Linked DNA regions of Mus musculus: region 1 is linked to region 2. A link is a contact called in public promoter capture Hi-C data. All regions are on one chromosome and are shown on one strand. The core of a region is the stretch at or near the end of the contact, and the rest is flanking DNA. Distances in the headings are between cores, read along the strand shown.

Region 1 (5,555 bases), core at 2,762-5,261, 130 kb before region 2:
ACGGCTCCTTGGTGAGGCTTTCAAATCCACTCACACTGAAAGGAGCCACGCTATCTGCAGCGCTGCTCTGATGTATTGGAGGTACTGAGAGTGTTAATAGGTTTTCTCCACCGATGAAATAAGCCAATTCAAGCCAAATTAAAAATATAAAACAGGTTTTGGGGAGGAGTAGTTCTTGGGCAGGTTCACCTGTCCCAAGGAATGGAGCCAGAGAAATTGCCATGGAGACAGCAGGGAGAGGGTGTCACACATGCAGGGAGAAATGCAGGAGGGGAGCATGAGGGGTTAGAGAGGGGGAGGAAGAGGGAAAGAGAGGGGGAGAGGAGAAGGGAGAAAGAAAGAGGGAGAGAGGGAGAGAGAGAGGGAGAGGGGGAGGGGGAGAGAGAGAGTGCGCAAGAGAGAGCAAGGAGCAAAATGTCAGGATTATGTATAATCCAGAAGAGCCTCTGCAGGAGGGAAAGCCCAGCCTCTGGGCTGGAAAGTTAAGGGTAGAGGGCAGCTGGCATGCCAGCCATACCCTATAACAGGTAGGGACTGAGGGTCCTTGGGAGGCCCTCACTTTGATATGTTAAATAACCACAGCAGCAGCTTGTCCTGGGTCTGAAACCCAAAATGTATAACCAGATTTGTTCAAATTAAACACAAGGGCAATCAAATGAAAGATGTCTTCTCTAGGCAGTTTATAAAGACCCTAACCTTAATGTCTCTAGTGAGGGGCTGAGTTATGTACAAAAAACCCTTAAGTTACCCAGGACCTCAAGTTGAAGCCCTTTCATCCTTGTATTAAAGGAAGAAACAAAAGCTAAGAAAAGTGACTTGAGGAAAATATTTTAGACATTATAATATTGTCTGGAACTTTAAGCATCCCAACACATTAAAGCCAAGTCCACCATTATGAACTGTCCCTAAAACACGTGGAGCTTTGTGTATAAGCCATTGCTATGAGACAGCTACTCCCAAGTGGAGAAACTTAAACATTAGACGTGGAGTCTAGTGTGGTAGGACATGCCTGTTGTCCCAGCACTCAAGAGGTGAAGGCAGGAAGATCAGGAGTTTAAGGCTAGCCTCTGCTACATAGTGAGTTTGGGGCCAGCCTAGGCTACACAAGACCTTGTCCCAATTAAATAACAAACAAGACAATAAGCATTATCTTCATTTTGATGGGCCAAGAATCACGGGCAGTTTTCTGAGTGGCCAGACTGGGAGTTTCCCATGATGCTAGTCAGAGCAGACCAGGTGACAGGCACCTGTTTGCACACTCATGTAATTGATCACTCGAACTGGCTTGACGGGGGCCAGAGGCTTCAGTTCCCCACAGGCTGCTTGCACATGCTAGCATGGCAGCTGGCCTACCCTGTAAGGAATGATCTGAGAGTCCTCCCAAGAGAAACTGTGTTCCATTGCTACAATCACTTGCAGCTGATACTCTGCAACCACAGGTCCCACGCCTGTGGATCTAACCAACATCAGACCAAAAACTTAAAAAATTCTTGGGACTGTGTAGAGCCCCCCACTCCCCCTTTCTCCTCAGTACTGGAATTGACTCTTGGGGCCTCCAGAACACCAGGCAAGAGCTCTATCACTGAGCAATCTCTCTGGTTCTCTTTTTAAATTTTGAGAAAAGATCTTACTAAATTCCCCAGGTTGGCCTTGAACTCAGTGTAACTCAGACAAGCCCCAAATTTGTGATCCTCCTGTCTCAGCCTCCGAGGAGCTGGGATTACAGGCCATGAAGACCTGACTATGCAAACTTTTTAATTATTACTAAACACTAGTTTATTTATGTAGCATTTATGCTGTATTTGAGATTCTGAGTAGTATAGAGAAGGCTTAAAGAATATGGATTTTCATGGTTTTGTGCAAATACCACACAGTTTTATGAAAGACTTTGGGCAATTTTTAGCTTAGTTATCTGTGGTTTGAATGGGTTTGGCCTCCATAGATTCACGTGTTTGAATTTATGGCCCATGGGGAGTGGCACTATTAGAAGGTGTGGCCTTCTCCAGCACCATGTCTGCCTGGATTCTGCCATGCTCCCCACCACGATGATAATGGGTTACACTTCTGAAACAGTAAGTCAGCCCCAATTACATGTTTTCCTTTATAGGAGTTGCCTTGGTCATGGTGTCTCTTTACAGCAATAAAACTCTAAGATGGTATCTGAAAAGGTTTCTGGATGACCCATACTCCCTGTATTCTGAGACAGGGTATGTTCATTCAAGGGAGGATCATAATGGGGACAGGTCAAGGCTGTATTTCATTATGTAATGGAAAGAAACAAGTCACTTCTGCCCCTGGAAGTGACACCCATCATGTCCTCTGTAACCTGACTGCAGACTAAGCCTAGTTCACTGTGACACAGAGGGGCTCATGTGGGATAATGCTAAAAGGACTCTTGCCTCAGAAGCTGTACAGTGTATCCTGCTTCTCTGGCTTAGTACCTGACTTCTGGATCTCACATGCCATCTAAGTCACTTTTCTATTTCTGTGATAAAACACCACACCCAAGCCAACCTATAAAAGAAAATGTCCAATGGGTTCATAGTTCCAGATAGTTATGAGTCCACAGTAGCAGAGATAGAAAATGGAAGAAATCTTTTGAAACTTCAAGCCTACCCTAGTGCTACACCTCCTCTAAGGCTGTATACTCTAATCCTTCCCAAACAGCCCCACCAACTGGGAAACCAGTTATTCAAACACATGACCCTACAGGAGTCATTCTCTTCCAAACGATACCTTCTCATGAAACCAAACCCAGGCCACACTCATTTCTTCCAATTTTTCTTTTAGGACCCACCATGAAATTGAAACGGCTCACGGTTCTGGAGAAGTACAAAGATATCATCGATTCTTTTTATCAAGAGCAAAAACAGTAGTCAGGAGCCATGCTTGTGGCTTCTGCTGGAGACCAGCCCGGCAAGCATCTTCCTGAGCGCCAGGTGTCTCCAGTGGGCAAAAGAACCTGTGACAAGCTGCTTCCACCCTTTAGTTCAGGGCAGAGCACTGACATCTCCAATGCCTTCACGTGCAAGTAGTTTCAATTCTAACCACTGCTCCTGTTCAGGTGTCAAGCCAGACCATTCTCCTTCCAAAAGAGAAGGACCGCTCACTTTGGCTTCAGGTCCAGGCAGATCTACAAGGTTCTAGTTCACAGGTCTCCCAGGGGGCGCTGTTGGAGAGGGAAAGGGATGGCAATCCCATTACTAATGTGTGCTGCAGAGACAGCAGTCACAGCTCGCCTGACTTAATTCTGGCTTCTTGGAAACTAGTACCACACTCTGCCACCTCACACACAAGAGGCTTGATGCTTAATAAACTGCTGCTGCCTATGTGACTGTATTTAATATGTAATTTTCAGTATTAAACCTTTTAACAGATCTGCAACAAGTACCGGATGTCTTTTGTCAATGGGCAGGTGGGACAGAACATAGACAGTTAACTCACAGAACTTTAGTATCCTTTAGTACATCATCAGCGGCCTACCGGGGTGAAGGATGGGGTCTGGTGGAAGCAGCCAACTCTATTACCACCTATTTCAACAGGCTAAGCTAAAATGCCCTAAGGTACCTGACCAGGAAATACGCAGAGAATGCAAACGCCTCAGTCAGTTCTTAAGTTCTTTATTACTGTGAACCCAAAGCCACTGCTAACCAGAACAATCCAGTGAGACAGGGAAAGCAGCAGTTTTAAAGTAAAATACACAGAAGATTGTAAGTCCAAATAAAAGCTTTAAAAAAATGACCCAGACAGGGACATCTGTTGTTAAGAAATCCCCTTGGGACCAGGGTACATTATGCAAAGCCACGAGTTTGCAAACTAGTGCAAGGGCTAAGGGAAGACAGCTTGGCTTTGGTGTGGGCCAAAGGCTAGGTTCATGCTGTGGAGCAGAGGCTGTGGGAAGAATGAGGGGCAGAACCTGATGGTCAGCAGCTGGTAACACAGGCCCCCGCTTGGCCTGATTTGTATGAGCGTGGGCTGAGTCAGCTCCACCTCGGCAATTAAGTCTGTAATGGGTGCTACTGGGGCAGAAGGCAGTGACTGGTTGCTTTAGGGAAAGTCAAGGGGCAGCCAGGCCTTTCCAGGGTCACCTGCAGCACTGGCTGGAGTGTGGCCACGTGGGAGGGGATCTGCAGTGGCTGGCTCTCATGGCTGACAGCTCGCAATGCTGACGATCTGTCTAGTGAGGAGTGATCTCCCTTATCTGAAAGCTCTTCCCCCAAAATAGTGAATCTCAAGGTAACAAAAGAATCAAATACACAGAGAGCATCCGGGGCCTTGACAAGGATTACCGATGTAGTAACAAAATTACATCATTCATTATGGATTTCTTGGAGCTTACATTTTTATTAATAGTAATTCATGTATAGGACAAATACTTTATTTCCATATTTTTAAGAAATATACCATTTTTTTGCTGTGAACTTTCCCAGTAAATTTCTTTTGTACCCATTAGTATTAGAATAATGTTATCTTGTGCGATTGTTAAAACCCTGTTTTATTCCCAGTTTGTTTTTCATAAACCAAAAATCCAGGGCTTTTGTTAAAAAGTTAAATATCTTCTCTTATTAATTCTGTATCAGAATATTTACAGTTGAGGAAAATGATTTTGCCTGAAGTGTAAAATGGGTTAACAATGATAAATGATACAGTTCACTTACAGTTTACAAAATAAGGTTTACCAGACGGACAATAAATACAACCAGCACTTGGGAAAACCCTTTGAATGAAGGCCTGGGGCCATCATGTGCATCCATTGCAAGGGTTTTGTTAAGAAAAGGCCAGATTCAAAAAACGTACTCTGTCAAGAAGCAAGCAAACCAATGGTGGGCGCCCTCAAGGAGGATTACAGGGTATCCTTTTGGAGTGATTGACTGACTGCAGCAAATCCACCAGCAGGAGTGCTAATCTAAGTCTTTGACTCTACGACAGATTTCTTCTGTGAAGTCAGAGCACTTCGCGTTGCCTCCCAGATCTTTTGTTAAGCTCTGAGAATAGAAAGAGAAAAATAAACATTCATCACCACACTAAATTAAAACAAGGACATTTAAAGCACTCAGTGAAATAGGAACTGAGCAAGATACTAACCAGTCTACTGATTTCAGGCAGAGGTTCGATCACACACCACCTACCTACCCTGCGAGGCCTGGGGAAATCCCATGAGGTGCGTACCGAGAAACACTCCCAAGTCAGGCATGATGGTGCACTGCTACAACCAACCCCAGCACGGAGGGGCTGAGGCACAAAGATTCTTGCACACTCAAAGCCAGCCTGGTCTGTACATAGAATTCCAGGCCATCCAGAGCTAGACAGCAAGATCTTGCCTGTCTTAAAACAAGGCAGTAAAGAAACCACTGAAATGGCCACTCCCTTAAGGGAAGGCTCTTATTGTAAATAAGAAAGAGACGTTTCCAGAGGCACCTGGAAGAGTCCAGAGCAGAGGAAAAAAGGAAACATTGTGGTCATGGCCAGGGCTATCTTTGAGAGAAGAGAAGTAAGAGAGAACAGTAGAAATAGTAAGAGATGGGGGCAGGAAGAGTGAGTAGTGCAATAAGGGT
Region 2 (6,079 bases), core at 1,559-4,058:
TTTTCTTTCTTCTCAGTAGAGAGGGTGTATAACTTCTCTTTTTATAATCTCTAAGGGCGCAATATTTCTTGCAGATTGTAAACTTGCAGGTAGTCTCTCACCTCCCTTCTTCCTCCCATGCTGTTCTTCAGAATCCAGCCACACTTGCTCTTCTGCTGCTTTTAGTCGCCCTCCCTTTAGGTTCTGTGGGTTCGTGTACTATACCTCCTCTGGGATGGGAGGCCTGGCTGTGCTGGGAGCTGCAAATCCTCCTTTCATTATTTCTGTCTCTCACCAACCTTTTTTGTGATGGCATCATAGGCATGAGCCACTGTGCCCTGATCTGCTTATCTAGTTTAAGCTTTTTCTATAGCACTAGTTTGTATATTGTTTATAGTTAGAACATAAGGTCCTATACATGTAGGCAGCTTGGTTCTTTTGATTATTGTTACATCCCATTTTTTATTTTAGAATGTATTCAGTTCAGTTATTTAGAATGTAGAGTATATTCAGACCTCCCTAAATATTTGTTTAGTGGAGTTACATACTTAGGTAAGCTCACTAACCAGATAAATGGTCTTGTACATCACATTAAGAGCCATTCACATATATACTCAGTTCTGTGTTTTATATTATTTAATGTTAAGGAAATCCTATATGGTTAGAATCATCAACCAGTTTATAAGTTACACACGGGGGCTGGAGAATAAGGCTTAGATGTTGTACAAGTGTGGGGACCTGAGTTTGAATACCCTGAACCCATGCAAAGCTGGGTACAGTAGTGAGATGGAATCAGGAGAATCAGGAGCTTGCCTGCTATACTTAGTGGCAGATAACAAAGTAACCCTGTCTGAATAAGGTAGAAGGGAGAACTGGACCCTCAAGTGTCCTCTGATGTCCACACGTGTGCTTTGATATGTGTGCACCTACACTCACACAAGTGTTTTTTGAGAAAGGGTTGCATCTACCTTAGGTTGGCCTTGAACTCACTATTTATCAGATGATGATCTTGAATTCACCCTCCTCCTCCTACGCTGGAATGCTCGTGTAGTAGGCAAGCACTAGCCCTCTTAGTTTATGTTGTATTGGGGGTCACCGAGGGCTGTGGGGGTGCTGGGCAAGCGCCATACCACCTGAGCTACGTCAGTAGCCCTGTAAGAAAGTTAGGATTTTCATTCACTTCACTTACATGCTGAGATGAGGTCTTGCTATGTTGCCTAGGCTGGCTTCAAATGCCCATGCTCAAGCTGTTCTCTTTTAGTCTCAGACTCAGACCATGCAGGAACTGCCAATGTGAGCCATTGTGCCCATCTCGAAAGGTTTTCTAAAAACCAGCTTTAATTGAAATCTTATTCAAGTTTTTATATTTCTAAACTAAATGAACACATCAGTTTTTTCATTATAAAAATAGTTATTAAATTGTACAGTGTCTAAGAGTCATCTAGAGGTATAGATCATTGGCTGAGCTCTTGTTTAATATTTACAAGGCTCTGGATTTGATCTCTCTCAACCCCCAAATAAAGACTGACTAGGGGCTGGGCATGGTGGCGCACACCTTTAATCTCAGCACTCAGGAGGCAGAGGCAGGCGGATTTCTGAGTTCGAGGCCAGCCTGGTCTACAAAGTGAGTTCCAGGACAGCCAGGGCTACAGAGAAACCCTGTCTCAAAAAACAAAAAAACAAAACAAAACAAAAAAACAAACCAACAGACTGACTAGGAACACAGCAAAGGAAACTCAGGCTCAGAGGCTTGAGAGATGGGTATTGGTTAACGAGCACTAACTGCCTTGTAGCGTACGTGTGTTAGGTTCCCAGGACCCACATGTGGGCTCACAGCCTCTGACCTGTGCATGTCACATATGTGATGGGACTATGTTGTACTGTGTTTTTGTTTTGCTTTATTTATTTTTTTTAACAAAGAAATATATACTTTGGTTTATTTAGAATACTATATCCCAAAAGTTTAATCTCCTTATAGAATGAAAGGATTAGATAGAAAATACTCAAATATAACAGATCACATATGTGAATTACATATATATTTAAAAAATGTTGTCTTTTTGGGAGTTTTATCTAACTTGAAACAGTGAGTCCATTTCTGTGCATTAATAAAAGTTTCAAAATGATTTATTTTTATTCCCTCCCCCTCTCATTTGTGTGTGTGTGTGTGAGAATGCATGCGTGCATGCAGGTGCCCATGGAGTCCAGAAGAGAGTGTCAGCTCCCTGTAGCTACAGTTACAGGTGGTTGTAAGGCTCCCGCACCAGGTGGTAGGAGCAGGACTTGGGTCATCTGGGAGAGCAGCAAGTGCTCATAGCTACTGAGCCATCTCCAGCCCTAATAAGACGAATTTTATAATGGGCGTGGCATGAGCTGAAGGAAAAAGATTAGAGCAGTAGTCTAGCTCAGAGGCAGAAGCAGGAGGATCACTACAACCAGGACTGGGCTACATGGCTAGACCCTATCTCAAACCCCAAAGAGAACGACAAACGAAAAGGACAAAATCAAAACTAAAAACTCCTCACTCACACCCTTCCTAACCCCAGTCCTACCAACAAGCAGATGTACTGGCCATGCTAGTAGGTCCCCATAACAGCACTTGGGAGGTAGAGGCAGAGTGTCAGGGGCTCTAGGCCATTTCTTTGCTACATAGCAAGTTCCAGGCTAGCTGGGACTACTTGAGACTAGACCCTGTTTTTTTTTTTTTTTTTTTTAAAGAACAAAAACAACCAGACAAGCATAAGATGTCACACAACAGTGACAACCCCCACAATGACTATGACATCCTTCCTTCCCTTAAAGGGCTGCTGTCTAGTAGGAAAGGCAGACACGCAAACATAAGTCTGTAGTCAGTGTTGTCATGACAGCGTGGAAATGTTTCAGACGCTGGAAGGGTGTTAGAGTTCACAGACACCATGATTTATGCAAAGCATTATGAAAGAGGGCTTTTTAGATGGAGAAGTGGAGGAAAGGATGCCCACGTACTGAAAATGTGTTTGTAGACAGAAGGAAGCTTGAGAGAACATGTTTAGTTGGGCACAGCAAGCAGCTTAATATGGCAGTGTGACCTGTAAGTGGGTTTTGTTGAAGTAATTTTAAAATAGTAATGAAATATTTAAATCTTTGTAAGTTTGTTTTAAGTTGAAGAAAGTGACAAAATGGTAGAATTTGGGGTATTTTAAAAACATCCTTTTTTTTTCTTCTCTCTACATGTTTCAGCAACTCAAGTGTCAGTGGCTTAAAACTGGACAGTTTTTTTTGAGTTCCGTGACATACAACTTAGCATGGGACCCTCAAGGTATTTAGCAGCTGTACTTAAAATTATTAAAATGAAGCATTTGATTTGAATGTACTTAATTAAAATGTCATAATCTTTGATGATAAAAAACATTACAAATGTATTTTTGTTGATGAGTGAATACAGGCTTGTTTTTTCTGTATACATTGCTTTGCACAGAACTTAGTTTTCTTCTCTCTGCTTTTTAGCCTTTGCTTTCTACTGCTTTATTTCAAGAACCAGTGATTTGTTTTGTGTGTGTGTGTTGTTTTTTTTTTTTTTGTTTTAGTTAACATGTGATGTAATTTACTCTTATTTTATCTACAAAATGATAAATTTATAAGACAGGGGCGGAAAACATCCTTATTTTATTATGGTGTATTTCAAGAAATTATTGTCTTTAATTTGCAAAGATTAGAAACCTGTAATGATACAAAGCTGTTACCCTTTTATGTTTACAATTAATGAGGGTTGTTTATATTCCATGTAATAAACTCACTTTTAGTTTTGATCATATCATAAGAATACTTACACTGTAGCAGGCGTCTGAGCTGTGGTACTCTACCTCAGCTCCTGTCAGGCTTGCTTGCCAGAGTAAGCCCTGGGCAGTGGGGTTTTTTCCCTCAAGTTTTCCCTAATAACAGTCCTTGCTTAGGCTCTTTTTCATGTTTTTCATCTTGTAGGGGATTTCTGTTGAAGTGACCCATGTGTTTTTCATAGCTGGTATTGTATATTTTCAAAACTTACTAGTTTATAGACCTAACAGAACCCATGTGTGCATTTCTATTCTTAGATAATCCTGGGTTATTCATCAGAACACTTTTAAACTTTCAGATAACAGATTGCTGACAGCAACGGATTCGATTCAGCTGTGGGCTCCTCCAGGCGGTGATATTCTAGAAGAGGAGGAAGATGTTGATAATAGAGCCCCTCCTGTTTTAAATGATTGGAAGTGCATCTGGCAGTGCAAGTTAGTGTCTGTGTCTGTTGAGACAGTGATTCACTGAATCTCCTAAATTATGTTCTTTCTTACAGAGGTCTTTATTTTTTGGTGGTATTGTAGTTTTGAAATTTAAAAGGTAGACTTTTTAAAACTAAAACTTACTATAATATCATTATTTATTTTTTAATCTGTGGTTTAGTTAATTGTTCTTCCAAAAGTAAAAAAAAATTATATTTATAGTTCAGTCCTTGAGTTGACAAAATGACACAGTGTGTTGAAATAAGAGTGAGGGAAAGGCTTGGAAGCTCCAGCCACCTTTTGGAGTGCAACGATGACTGCCTGTTGGTGTCGGCACAGGTTATGTAAAGATTCCCAGTTATCCAGGGACGGTGAGACTCAGCTTGTAATGTTACAATGAGGATTTTGATTGATATGGATGTAGCAATATCATGTATGGGTATTATATTCTTTGTTTTTGAAAGTATACTTTGGGTTAGTTTTATTAATGATTTTAGGAAGGTGGAATTCTTTGTATTGTTATGAGGGCAGAAAAATCCTGTTATGATGATTGTGATATTGATATTAGGAATATCTTGTTTTGACCATTTATACATAGAACATACTGTTCTGAATACACTGGTTTTGTTTGTTCTTAGAACCTCAGTGTCTGTACATCTGATGGAATGGTCTCCTGATGGTGAATACTTTGCCACTGCTGGAAAGGTAAGGGAGCAAGCCAAAAATAAAGCACTCTAGCAAAACACCTGAAAATATCCCTTACGTTCATTTCCAGTTCTGTCTCCCATAAATTGAGATTTTCCTGCAAAACTTGCTTGTGAAGAATAGTAAGAATGTTTGTGAGGCTGGAGATACAGCTCAGTGATAGTGAGCAGTGGTTACTATTGGTGAAGTCCTGAGCTTAGTTCTCAGCTCTGTAAATGGGGAAATGTTTCTAAAAGATCTGGTGTGATCTCTACAGGTATTATACACTTGGGAAATAATGGCTGCTATTATTCCTATTTTACTTTAGTGCAATTATATGAAAAAAAATTACATTTATTGTGTATATGGTGTGTATGAGAGACAGAAACAGAGTGGGGGAGGGACGGTAGGGCTAGAGTGAGTGAGCGTGAATGATGCGTGGGAGTCAACTTACAAGGATCAGTTCTCTTCTTCCACTTTGCTTTTCTATTGGATTTGTTTTCTATTTCCTATAATGTAGTTCTATTTAAAAAGTAGATGTGAGCTGGGCAGGATGAAGCACTCCTATAGTCTGAGCAAGGGGAAGTAGGAGCAGGCAGGTCAGGAGTTGACAGGCACATGCCTTTAATCTCAGTGTTCAGGAGGCAGAGGAGGATGGATTTCTGTGAGTTGGAGATCAGCCATAGCTGCAGGGAAGACCCAGTCTCCAAAAGGACAAGAAAAAAAAAGGTAGACGTGTGCCGCTGGATTCACAGTGACATTCTCTGCCTCCTTCCCACCCCTGTCCCCCACCATTCTTCTTTCCTTTCTTTATTCTCAGACAGTATGTTGCTATGCGCGTATTAGTCAGGGTTCTCAAGAGGAACAGAATGGAATGAAAGCAAATATAGAAGGGATTTGTTAGAGTAGCTTACAGGCTGTGGTTTGACTAATCCATTATTTTATTCTAAAACTTAAAACAATTTAATCTCAGAATCAAGTCTTGAGTTCATCTGTGTGTGGTTGAATATGGCTTACTGACTCCTCCCTTCTTTTCCCACCATCCTGTCATGCCATTCATGATGGGAATTTAGTGCTGCTGTGGTGAGGGTCTTGCACCATGTGTTAGGCATGTATGGCTTGAGTGCACCCTAGGTCGTTTGGCTCTGTAGGCTTCATAGATAGTGCCAGATAGTTCT

The links. Capture Hi-C pulls out chosen DNA fragments and counts their contacts.
Region 1: a contact with region 2 is called in a promoter capture Hi-C map of adipose tissue. The contact joins two enhancer-like sites. A contact is called at or near these places in 1 of 115 datasets of contacts at active chromatin or transcription factors (embryonic stem cells) and 3 of 9 other capture datasets (adipose tissue, liver and pancreatic islet).

What each region holds. Positions count from the first base shown.
Region 1 is chr9:54,602,712-54,608,266 of GRCm38.p6, reverse strand. It overlaps Idh3a (isocitrate dehydrogenase 3 (NAD+) alpha), which reads right to left. Exons shown (of 11, transcript NM_029573.2): 11 at 3,605-4,985. The coding sequence ends at 4,902. It overlaps Acsbg1 (acyl-CoA synthetase bubblegum family member 1), which reads left to right. Exons shown (of 14, transcript NM_053178.2): 14 at 2,791-3,270. The coding sequence ends at 2,876. Among named protein-coding and RNA genes, the nearest start is that of Idh3a, 19 kb to the right of the region's middle. Within about 2 kb of position 4,011, at least 25 of the 459 cell types and tissues checked have an H3K27ac peak or open chromatin away from gene starts, as enhancers often do. A contact at or near this core is called in adipose tissue, where this site is marked.
Region 2 is chr9:54,471,035-54,477,113 of GRCm38.p6, reverse strand. Dmxl2 (Dmx-like 2) reads left to right here. Exons shown (of 44, transcript NM_172771.2): 4 at 3,199-3,277; 5 at 4,091-4,226; 6 at 4,856-4,922. Among named protein-coding and RNA genes, the nearest start is that of Dmxl2, 28 kb to the left of the region's middle. Within about 2 kb of position 2,808, at least 19 of the 459 cell types and tissues checked have an H3K27ac peak or open chromatin away from gene starts, as enhancers often do. A contact at or near this core is called in adipose tissue, where this site is marked.